Regions from separate parts of the Ovis aries genome. Here region 2 is linked to region 1. A link is a contact called in public Hi-C data. All regions are on one chromosome and are shown on one strand. The core of a region is the stretch at or near the end of the contact, and the rest is flanking DNA. Distances in the headings are between cores, read along the strand shown. Region 1 overlaps LOC114116365 (a long non-coding RNA gene). Region 2 has its middle 190 kb from the start of CLVS1.

Evidence for each region. A called contact is a pair of places that touch in the nucleus more often than the background predicts.
Region 2: a contact with region 1 is called in a Hi-C map of hypothalamus, with 2.4 times the contacts expected there. The contact joins two enhancer-like sites. A contact is called at or near these places in 3 of 16 Hi-C or Micro-C datasets (blood and hypothalamus).

What each region holds. Positions count from the first base shown.
Region 1 is chr9:39,506,440-39,511,643 of ARS-UI_Ramb_v3.0, reverse strand. It overlaps LOC114116365 (a long non-coding RNA gene), which reads right to left. Exons shown (of 2, transcript XR_003590302.3): 2 at 641-1,078. Among named protein-coding and RNA genes, the nearest start is that of CHD7, 240 kb to the right of the region's middle. Within about 2 kb of position 2,458, at least 2 of the 54 cell types and tissues checked have an H3K27ac peak or open chromatin away from gene starts, as enhancers often do. A contact at or near this core is called in hypothalamus, where this site is marked.
Region 2 is chr9:39,603,142-39,608,273 of ARS-UI_Ramb_v3.0, reverse strand. No RefSeq gene overlaps it. Among named protein-coding and RNA genes, the nearest start is that of CLVS1, 190 kb to the left of the region's middle. Within about 2 kb of position 3,808, at least 12 of the 54 cell types and tissues checked have an H3K27ac peak or open chromatin away from gene starts, as enhancers often do. A contact at or near this core is called in hypothalamus, where this site is marked.

The DNA.
Region 1 (5,204 bases), core at 1,209-3,708:
CCTCCAGGGGATCTTCCCAGCCCAGGGATCAAACCCGCATCTCCTGCATTGGCAGGCAGGTTCTTTACCATTAGCACCACCTGGGAAGCCCCCAAGTTCACCTAATGGTTGAAAAAAGAAGTCTTTAGGTTGGCTGCCTAGTAATGATAATAGATTTGCATTGAACATTCTGCGTTCTCTCAGTCTCCCTGGTGATTCCTGCCATTCATTTGTAAGGTAGGAAACCAAGATTGGGGTGAAACTTGTGGCCACAGTAGTGCGTAAGGCTAATTGACTCCTGTGAGCATGAAACCTCTGGCTTGGCCTCATTCGCCCTGCATTAAATCTAACATCTCCAAGTACAGTTGAAGGGACATAGCTCTTGCTTAGAATATATTTGTAATTTGGTAGAAATAAATACAGTTCTAACTCAACAATGTCCCATGTGCGAGATGTTCTGGACCAAACAGAGGAAATTAGAGTGAGATGCCAATATGGATTCTAGATTTACGAAAATTAAACAGTTTTAAAGTATATGTCTTTCATTATGCAAATAATTCATGTTTAAACATCATAAAACACTAGTGTATGTAAATTACGATTCCGTGTATGTAACAACAACAAAAAAAGATGCCTAGAAGAAAAGCTGAAAAGAAATAAATCAAGTGGTTTATGTGTTTTTATTTAGATTGTGGGTGAATGATTTTTTTCTGGTTCTGTTTTCCAAAATGTTATGGAATAGTTACAACTACTTTTTTAGTGGTGTAAAATATATGATCATTCTATAAACATTTGTTCATACTTACACAGAGGAATTACTACAAAAATGTAATGGAAGTACTTTTCCTGTTTTCTGGGAAAAGGGTGATTTGAACAAGCATAGAGGAAGGGAGGACAGCCACCGGGTGTCTCCCCCCACTGCCAGCCATCCACAGTGTCACTTCATTCCGTCCCCTCTCCTGCAGGGCAGGCAGGATCACTGAATTTACAGAGCAGGAACTGGGGCTCTCTCAGAGGCTCCACACCACCCAAGGCCTCATGGGAGAGGAAACGTGCAGTCCTAGTCTGGCTGCGCAGGCTCTGTCTTCCTGCTTGCTGCCTGGGACACAGAAGAGCAGCAGAATCAACATTCGACAGCTGAGACAAGTAAACAGTGTACCCACATCTGTCCAGCCTGTCTTCCACTTGACAGGGCAACTGGTCTGACCACTCCTCTCACACGGAATCACCCCCTCAGCAGATACACATATGCACACATGTATATACACACATACACACAGACATGCATGTACGTATACATACGTTACACACATACAGATATATGTACACAGGTGCACACGTATACACGTGCATGCACGCATATATACAGAGAGACATGTAAGAACATATACACGCACATCACATATACACATATACATGCGCATATAGATACATATACACACAGACACAGACATACATATGTGCACATACACACATTGCTGTCACTGCTTGGACCAAGGATGGTCACCTGACCCAAAGCCACCATGCTCTTAACTTCTAAATGCCAATCAGATCCTCTCTTCTCAAGAATCTGAATACAGAGGTGTATAAATTATGGTGACATATAATGATCATAAGCTTTTCAGCTCAGATGCTGGTCTGCTGGGAGCAAGAGCAGAAGCCAGCTCTATCGAGAGCAAGGACTTGGCGGACGGAGGCCTCTCCATGAGCAGAGAAGGCTGGTCCACAGGGGAAGCAAGGAAGAAATGAAGGCAACAGTGGCCGCATCACCCCCTGCCGTCTGGCAGAGCTGTGCCCATCCCCACAGCTGTCCCATGAGCAACACACCCCAGGAAGCCCTCTGTGTGCCAAGAGTTCCACATTCTATTTGAGCAAGCTTAACTGAGTCCCTTTCCTTATGACCGAAAGGTCTCGGACCACGACAGATTATAAACACACAAATTATCAGAGTGATTGTCTCAATTCACCAGTGGTGACCAGTGTCCCCAAGCTCAGGTCCTTGTGGATATCTCTCAGGATTCTCAAACCCGGCGTGCATACAGGCAGACCTGTCCACTCCTCATCTGCATTTCCCCAGGTGTTCCCAGACTCAACAAGTTAACACCCTCCCAGGTATTCAAGTCAGAAGCTGAGGAGTTCGACCTTTCCCTCTCCTTTGTCTCCTGCATTCAACCTATTACAAGTCCTCTCACGATATATGGGTCAGATCCACGTGTTTCTCTGCCCCTCCGCTACTCTGCCCTGGTCCAGGCTGCATCTCCTGGAATCTGATAGCTGCAGCAACCTCCTATAGCCATTCCCTTCTAATGCTCAAGTCCCAGTCGTTGCGGGTACAACACACACACACACACACAGGCATGTAAAACCCTCTAGTGGCATTCCTTTGCCTTTTAGGGTAAAATCAAAACTCTGGAGCACAGCCTGCGATGGCCTGGCCATGCATCCTCTCCTGTCCTGCCTTTCAGCATCCCACGCACACTCTGCCCAGGCTGAACCTCTTTCGCTTCCTCAAAAATATCATGCTTCTCGGCCTGAGGGACTTCTGTGAATTCTGTTTCCTTCTGCATGGAACTCTTCCTCTACTTGCTGGCTCCTACTCTCAAGATACAAGACTAAGGAACCCCAGTGCGTGGTCCTGTGACCTTCTGACCACCCAGGGCACCTACCAACCTTCTTGGTCATTCTGTTTGTATGATCTGTCTTCCCTGCTTGACTGTAAGCTCCGTGTAGGCACATCCCCAACGCTGACCCCACTGCACATGCTTAGGAAGGACTGGAGGAATGAATGGACTAGGTTCTTAACAACTTATTGTAAAGACAGTTTAGTGAACCAGCTCTTCTACTCGTTGTTAAAACTTTTAAGGATCTGATACAAATCCTGAAGGTGGGAGATGAGGCCTGAGAACAAAATTAATAATATATTTAGTGTTACTAGTTTTAGCATACCTGAAATTTCTCCTCCCTCTTTGCACCACTGCGTGTTTGTATGTTAGTTGCTCAGTTGTGTCCGACTCTTTGTGACCCCATGGACCCATCAGCCTCCTTTGTCCATGGAATTCTCCAGGCAAGAATACTAGAGTGCATAGCCATTCCCTTCTCCTGGGGATCTTCCCAACCCAGGGATCAAACCCACGTCTCATGCGTTGCCTGGTCTTGATCTCTGCTCAAATATATCAGCAACACAGAGAGGTCTTTCCCTCTGTCTGACGTTACTATTTTCAAAGATCTCATCCCTATCCAGAAGTCATTTAAAAGTGTACCTTTTAGCTGTCTCCCCCACAGAATGTAAGCTCGGTGAGAGTGCTGTCTTGGTGTACCTTGCCTCTCTGTATCCTTGGGCACCAAGGAAAGCACCCAGTTGGGGTCAGGGCTGCTCAATCAAAGGATATCAAGCTGAATTTATTTGCATTGAAGCTTTGACCCACAACTAGTGGTCAAATGCAACCAATGATTTGTTTCTAAGCAGTTGTAATTCAGCTACAGTAATTATTTCTGCCGATCTCTCAAAATGACTGTCCGTCTTCTCCCTCATCGTCTGCCTCTTTCATCTCACCAGATACTACATTAGTGATGTCAGGGACATCTGTAAACTTCCCTTAGTTAAAGGGAACCTATGACTTTAAAAAGATGGTTCTCACTGAAGACAGTATAAAACAAGCAGTAAAAGGAAGAAAGGAAGAGCTCTGGAGGAGATAAAGGGCCTCAGTCAGGAGCAGGGCGGCTCCTTTTCATGAAGAGTTCCTAGGTGATGCCTGGCCAGCAGCTCCACCCCAGGAAAATAGGCCAGCAGGGAAACCTGCCCGCAGCCTGGCTTAACCCTTCCGTGGCCCTCAGTTCACTAAGATGCTGGGAAAGATCAGAAGAATTCCAGCACTCCTCACTGACTGGAAGAAAACAGCAAACGGGAAAAAAAAAAAGAAAAGACTGATTGCGATGTGGCTCCCCCACCCCCAAGCTTTCTTCTCCCAAAGAGCCTTCTGTTCAGAGAAATTAAAGGACTCTGATAGCAGATCACAAATTCAGGACAGAAAAGCTCCACTATGTAGCCAGAGACTGTATTGTGGGTAACCAGACATCGGACACTTTTTTTTTTGCTTATGAACTTTTGGAGACCATTCGAATAAAAGACTGCTTGTTCCTGGACAAACACTCACCAGCAAAGAAGCCTTTAAGAGGATGGGGGATTTTCATTTTGCATTTTCCCTTTGTAAAAAGAGAAGAGAGAGAGACCAGAGAGACACTTGCTCTACTTACTTTTCAGATGAAAGAACCTAGAATTTGTTTACTATTGTTGGGGATTCATGTTTACAAGTTCCTACGCCTCTGCGGTTAAAAAGAAATGCTATTTTTAAAAGCAAAAACCCACACAAGCCTCCATATGTAGGGCTTTTCTTCCTCTTCCTGTCTCCCCACCTTCATGTGACAGATGATCCTGAATCTATAGGCCAAGTCAATGCTCAGGAGGTGACTCTTTCTTTCCCTGCCTCACTTTCCTTCAGAGACCATCCCTGAGTTGGAAAACACTCTCTTGTCAAAGCTCAGTGCAATTGGACTTGTCCTAAAAGTCACACCCCAGAGCTCCTTTTAAGAAAACCTAGCTCGTGGCCTATATGATCCTACAACCTGGGTTTCAATTCCCTGTCCCTTGCAGTCTTCATCCTCCCCGTATCCATGAACCATTTCTGTGTTCAAGGTAGCAAGATGTGGACAAATGTCCTTTTAAAAAAGGGTGTGCCATAACTGGGTCACTGACTGTGTGACTAATCATGGTTGCCTAGAACCACAGCGACTGTGGCTTCAACTTGCATTGTTGTTTGTGAACCACGAAATGACCCAGCTACAGGCAGGCTCTGGAGCTTGAGGCTCTTCCCAGGCCCCAGACTTGGGGCCTCAGGAATCCAGCCTCCTCAGAGACCCTCTCGGCCAGGTCTTTGCAGGCTCCAGTCTCAGAAAAAACATTGGCAACAGGCCCTCTCTGGTCCCACATCCATTTAGCAACACTGAATTCAAATGAGAAAAAAAGGGGCCTAGAATAAGTTTCAAGATTTTTCTTTTAAAGGAAAGGGAACAAGGAAAAGGACTTCCCCCAACTTACTGTGGGGTCCTTTGTTGTCCCTATCATTTACTCACTTATTGCACTAAGACGTGAGAAAATCCATAAATCTTTCCCCAATCATGACAGCAATTTAAAGAATTTTCAGAACAGAAGCAGCCTTTGCCAAAGG
Region 2 (5,132 bases), core at 2,559-5,058, 95 kb before region 1:
ATGAGGCCTCACCTTGTAGAGTACTAGCAAAATCTCTCACCTGAGCCTTCTATCTGGAGGTACACACAGGTACAGCAGGATAGTCAGCCCTCCATATCTGCCTATTCCCCATCTGTAGAGTTAATGAACCACAGGTGCAAAGTATTCAAAAGAAAATTCTAGAAAGTTCCAAAACCCAACTTGAATTTGCAGTGGGGTCAACTATTTACATAGCATTTACATTGTATTAAGTATTGTTGATTTAACGTGTACAGGAGGGTGGTGGTTGTTTTTGCTGTTTCAGTCACTCAGTCATGTCCGACTCCTTTACAACCTCATGGACTGTAGCCCACAAGGTTCCTTCTGTCCGTATGCGTAGGTTATATTTGAATACCATGTTATTTTATAATAAGGGGGCTTGAGCATCCTCGGATTCTGGCATCCATGAGGGGTCCTGGAATCAATCCCCCTCAGACACTGAGGGACCGCAGTACCTAAGGACGCAGTTCGCAGGTCCACAGAGCTTATGTGTGCACGCTGAGTCTCTTCAGTCATGTTCAGCTCTTTTTGATCTTCTGGACTGCAGCACACCAGGCTCCTCTGTCCATGAGATTCTCCAGGAAAGAATACTGGAGTGGGCTGCCATGCCCTTCTCCAGGGACTCTTCCTGACCCAGGGATTGAACCACGTCTCTTATGTCTCCTGTATTGGCAGGCGGGTTCTTTACCACTAGCACCACCTGGAAAGCCCCAGTAGAGCTTAACTCTGTTCAAAATTATTTTAAGAGTCTGCAGAAAAGATGCATAAAGCACTGTGTTTTGAAGTGTTTGATTTGTCAGCATGAAAGTTTTTTTGGTGTCTAGATATGTGAAGTGGAAATAGAAGAGAGTTTGCTAGGTGACTCACTGGGTAAAGAATCCACCTGCAAGGCAGGAGACCTGGGTTTGATCCCTGGGTCTGATCCCTGGGTCAGGAAGATCCCCTGGAGAAGGAAATGGCAACCACTCCAGTATTCTTGCCTGGAGAATTCCACAGACAGAGGAGCCTGGTGGGCTACAGTCCATGGGGTCACAAAGAGTTGGACATGACTGAAGCAACTTAGCACACGTGCATGCAGTACAACCTTTAGACACTTTGCTTCTGGTTTTCTCCAGAAAAGAATAAGCCAGACAGATGAAAGACTGAGTTTGAAGGAGCTAGTTCACTCCGGTGTTTCTTTGACACCTCCTTTAAATTCAGTAGAGGAAAAAACCCAGGAAACAAATGATTGTATTAGATAGGAACCAGAAAGCCACGGGCTTCCCCGGTGGCTCAGTGGTAGAGAAACCGCCTGCCAATGCAGAAGATGCGAGTTCAGTCTCTGGTCGGGAAGATGCCTTAGAGGAGGGCATAGCAACCCACTCCAGTCTTCTTGCCTGGCAAATTCCATGGGCAGAGGAGTCTGGTGTGCTGCAGCCCACGGGGTTGCAGAGTCGGCATGACTTAGAAACCAACCAACAGCAACAAAGACAGCCATAGTGCTAAGGGGGAGAGACCAACCTACAAAAAGGTGACTCCAGGCCACAGCGCCCAGACAGTGTGCTGGTTGGTTGGTAAAGCCCTGGGGAACTCGCCCGAAAACAGGACCGTTGCCACAGTGATATAACTTCGACAAAATCAATCCTAATGGCAAGATTATCAACACCACATGAAATGCACGGTCAGGATATTTATTGATAGAAGAGTTTTCCTTCAGTCACCAGATGAAGCAAAGATGATTCCACCCTGAAGGTTAATGACCTGACCAAAGAGTCTGAGTTTTTCCTCTGAGTAGCAAGAAGGAAGGCTCTCTGGCCCTGGGTTCTTTAAAACTGAGATTTTCTGCACTAAACACAAGCTCAATAACAAACCCTTGTAGCACCATTCTGTCTGCCTTTCTTGAACCAAATGAAAGCTGTCATTTAGTTTTGACTCTTGCTTGCAAGATGAAGTGGTCTCACGGTCTCCAGAGATTTGTAACCTCACACGTGCAGAAGGACTATAAATTATGTGCTTTTGTTCCCAACCTGGCAACTTCTTCCTTACACTTTTTTCCTGTACAAACATCTGAAGAAAGTACTCAGAAACTGGGGGTAACAGTGCTGTAGGGAGAGAGGCTTCCTTTTAAGGAGAGGGAGGAAGAAACACTTTAGAGGATGAGAAAAAAAACACTCTGAACCATGGGGCTTGGTGAAGTGAGCTTAACTTTTAAGAGGTGGTTCTGGGGTCTCATTTGAATTTACTGTTGTTGCTGTTTAGTCGCTAAGTTGTATCCGAACCTTTGCGACCCCATGCTCTTCTGTCCATGGACACTCCAGGCAGAAATGCTGGAGTGGGTTGCCATTTCCTTCTCTAGGGGATCTTCCTGACTCGGGGATCAAACCCTTGTCTCCTGCATTGGCAGGCAGATTCTTTGCCAATGAGCCACCATTTGAATTTATTAATAATAGTGAAAATCTTCCCAAGAAAACACAAAAATAGACCATCTCAAACTCAGCAAAAAACCCCAAACACCATCTGTTGCTGCAATGAACCATTTGACTGGGAGAGGAGCTGGCTGACAAATAGAAGTTCGCACATAAATATCCACTCTGTGTCCTCTGCCTGGGACCCTTGCTGGGATGCTCAGATTACTATGTTCTTTAAGAAAAAGTGTGAAAGCATGTACGTGACACATTTATGTAGCTTTGGAGAAGCAGCTTAGATTAAGAAAAGGTGTCAAAGAAGTTTGAAGTAAGGAATTTTTTTTCTTTTCATTTTTTAATTTTATATTGGAGTATAGCACATTAACAATGTTGTGATGGTTTCAGGTGAACAGGGAAGGGACTCAGCCATACGTATACATGTATCCATTCTCCCCCAAACTCCCCTCCCATCCAGGCTGCCACAAAACCCTGAGCAGAGTTCCTTGTGCTCTACAGTAAGGTCTTTGTCGGTTATTCATTTTAAATATAGCAGTGTGTCCATGACCATCTCAAACTGCCTAACTATCCCTTCCTCCCATATTCCCCCACCCTCCCAGCCCTGGCAACCATTAGTTCATTTTCTAAGTCTGTGAGTCTCTTTCTCTCGCGTAAGTTCAAATGTAACATTTTTTAGATTCCATATATATACATATATATATAAGGAGTGTCACATGGTATTTCTCCTTCTCTGTCTGACTTATGAAGTGAGGAATATTTTGATGCTGCTTTGAAGGGATTTCCCTTCTAAAACACACAATCGTCCCTTGATGGTTTTTAACTTGCTAAACAAGATCACTGCATTGAACGTAGTTTAAACCTGTCTCTAAACCAAGGGCTGGTTTGCAGTTGCCCTGACCATGCCAGAATTCAACTCTGTTTCAGAGATGTTAAAAGGGAAAAAAAAATTATCTCGAAATAAAATACTTTTTAAAAACTTAACCCATGGCATGATTGGGCATTGTCTTTATCTGGGAAGTCATGTTCATGACATCAGCAGAGCGTTTGTGCTTCAGTACCCTCTCAAAGCAGTACTAGGCAAGGGCAGAGACTGGTGTTTGGTAATGAAGGAATGGCTTTCCAGATCTGCCTGGTAAACAGCAGTTTGATTAGATCATCTGGCCTTTAATAAAGAAGAATGGGAGCAGCGAAACAGGGACCAGACCAAAACAGAAAACCCTCCTCCAACCTCCACAGCAAATCTCCCTGGGTTGTCCCCGCGACTTCAAGTTGACCCACATCGGCAAAACCCCAGGGAGCAGTTAGCACAGGAGCTGAGAGCTCAGTCCTGCCTGCGATGTTTACAGTGACAAGCGCGATGCGGCCACGCGGCTTTCAGCGCCGGAACCCGCGGCTGTGCCCGAATCGGCCGGTAGATGGCGCACCAGGCCTCCACCTCAGCCGGCCGAGCCGCTTGGGCTGGTGAGGCAAGCAAGGATTTTGATTCCTCAAAAACATAAATTCTACTTGATGAACAATAATAATAAAGGAAATTGACTACTGGGCACCATGGAGATGAATTTTTAAAGCGCCGAACTCCAGTTATTTGAGATTATTTAATTTAATTTACTAAATTTGAATAACTGTGGTGTAATGACGCATGGCAGGGCATTTAGGCTTTATGGCGTCTAAATGCTCCTCTTTAGGGCGATTGCCCGCTTGCTTGATCGCCAGAGAACTCTGTCCCTATCTCCAAACCCTGTAAACAAATTGAGGGAATAATTGCACATTGGGTGAAAGGCAGACGGGTGTGCGAGGCGGGGGAGAGGGAGCCCGGTTACAAAATTTCCCATTTAGGGGCAATGCACCACCTCAAAAGTACTGGAAGTTCAGTGCTAAGGACTTAATCTATGCACAGTAGCGGAGCCTAAGCTAAGTGTTTTCCAGCTGCTTCTTGAAGTAGAATCCTTATCTCTTAAAAAAACAAATAAGATCTCTAAAAATCTTGAATAATCTCTAATCATCTTTATTAAAGATCTTATTTGTTTTATTAAGAGATAAGGATTTTACTTCAATAAGTACCTGGAAAGCACTTAGCTTAGCCTCTGCTGCTTTCACATCTAAATTTTTTAAGTTGGTGGATGTGTGTGTGCTAAGTCATGTCTAACTCTGCGACCCTATGAACTGTAGCCCACCAGGCTCCTCTATCCATAGATATCCAGGCAAGAATATTGGAATGGGTTGCCATGCCCTCCTCTAGGAGGATCTTCCTGACGAACGGATTGAACCCAAGTCCCTTATGTCTCCTGCATTAGCAGGCGGGTTCTTTACCACTAGCGCCACCAGGGAAGCCCAAGGAGGTGAACATACGTCTCTAATACAAATGAGGACTTTGCAAAACTTAGAAATTCTGTTCATCTTCTGATCCACAAAAATTGTCTACAAGCAGATGCAAAAAGTCCTTTTATAAAAACGCAGCCCCCACCTTCCCCTCCGTGTAGCTCCAGCGCACACGTTCTGTGTTTGCACAGATGTGAGCGTGTGTCTGCGTGCACAGGCACAAGTATTGGTTCAGAGCTCTTCGGGTGTGTACACGTCTGTGCAGGGATGCACACGCTGTCTGTGTACCCCTCTCCTCTATTGTTTTCAGCATAACTGATTTTGGCACCAGCTCTTTAGCACTGTGGAAGGGCCTTCATTAGCACTGGGACAGTGTCCAAGAAGAATCCAGAA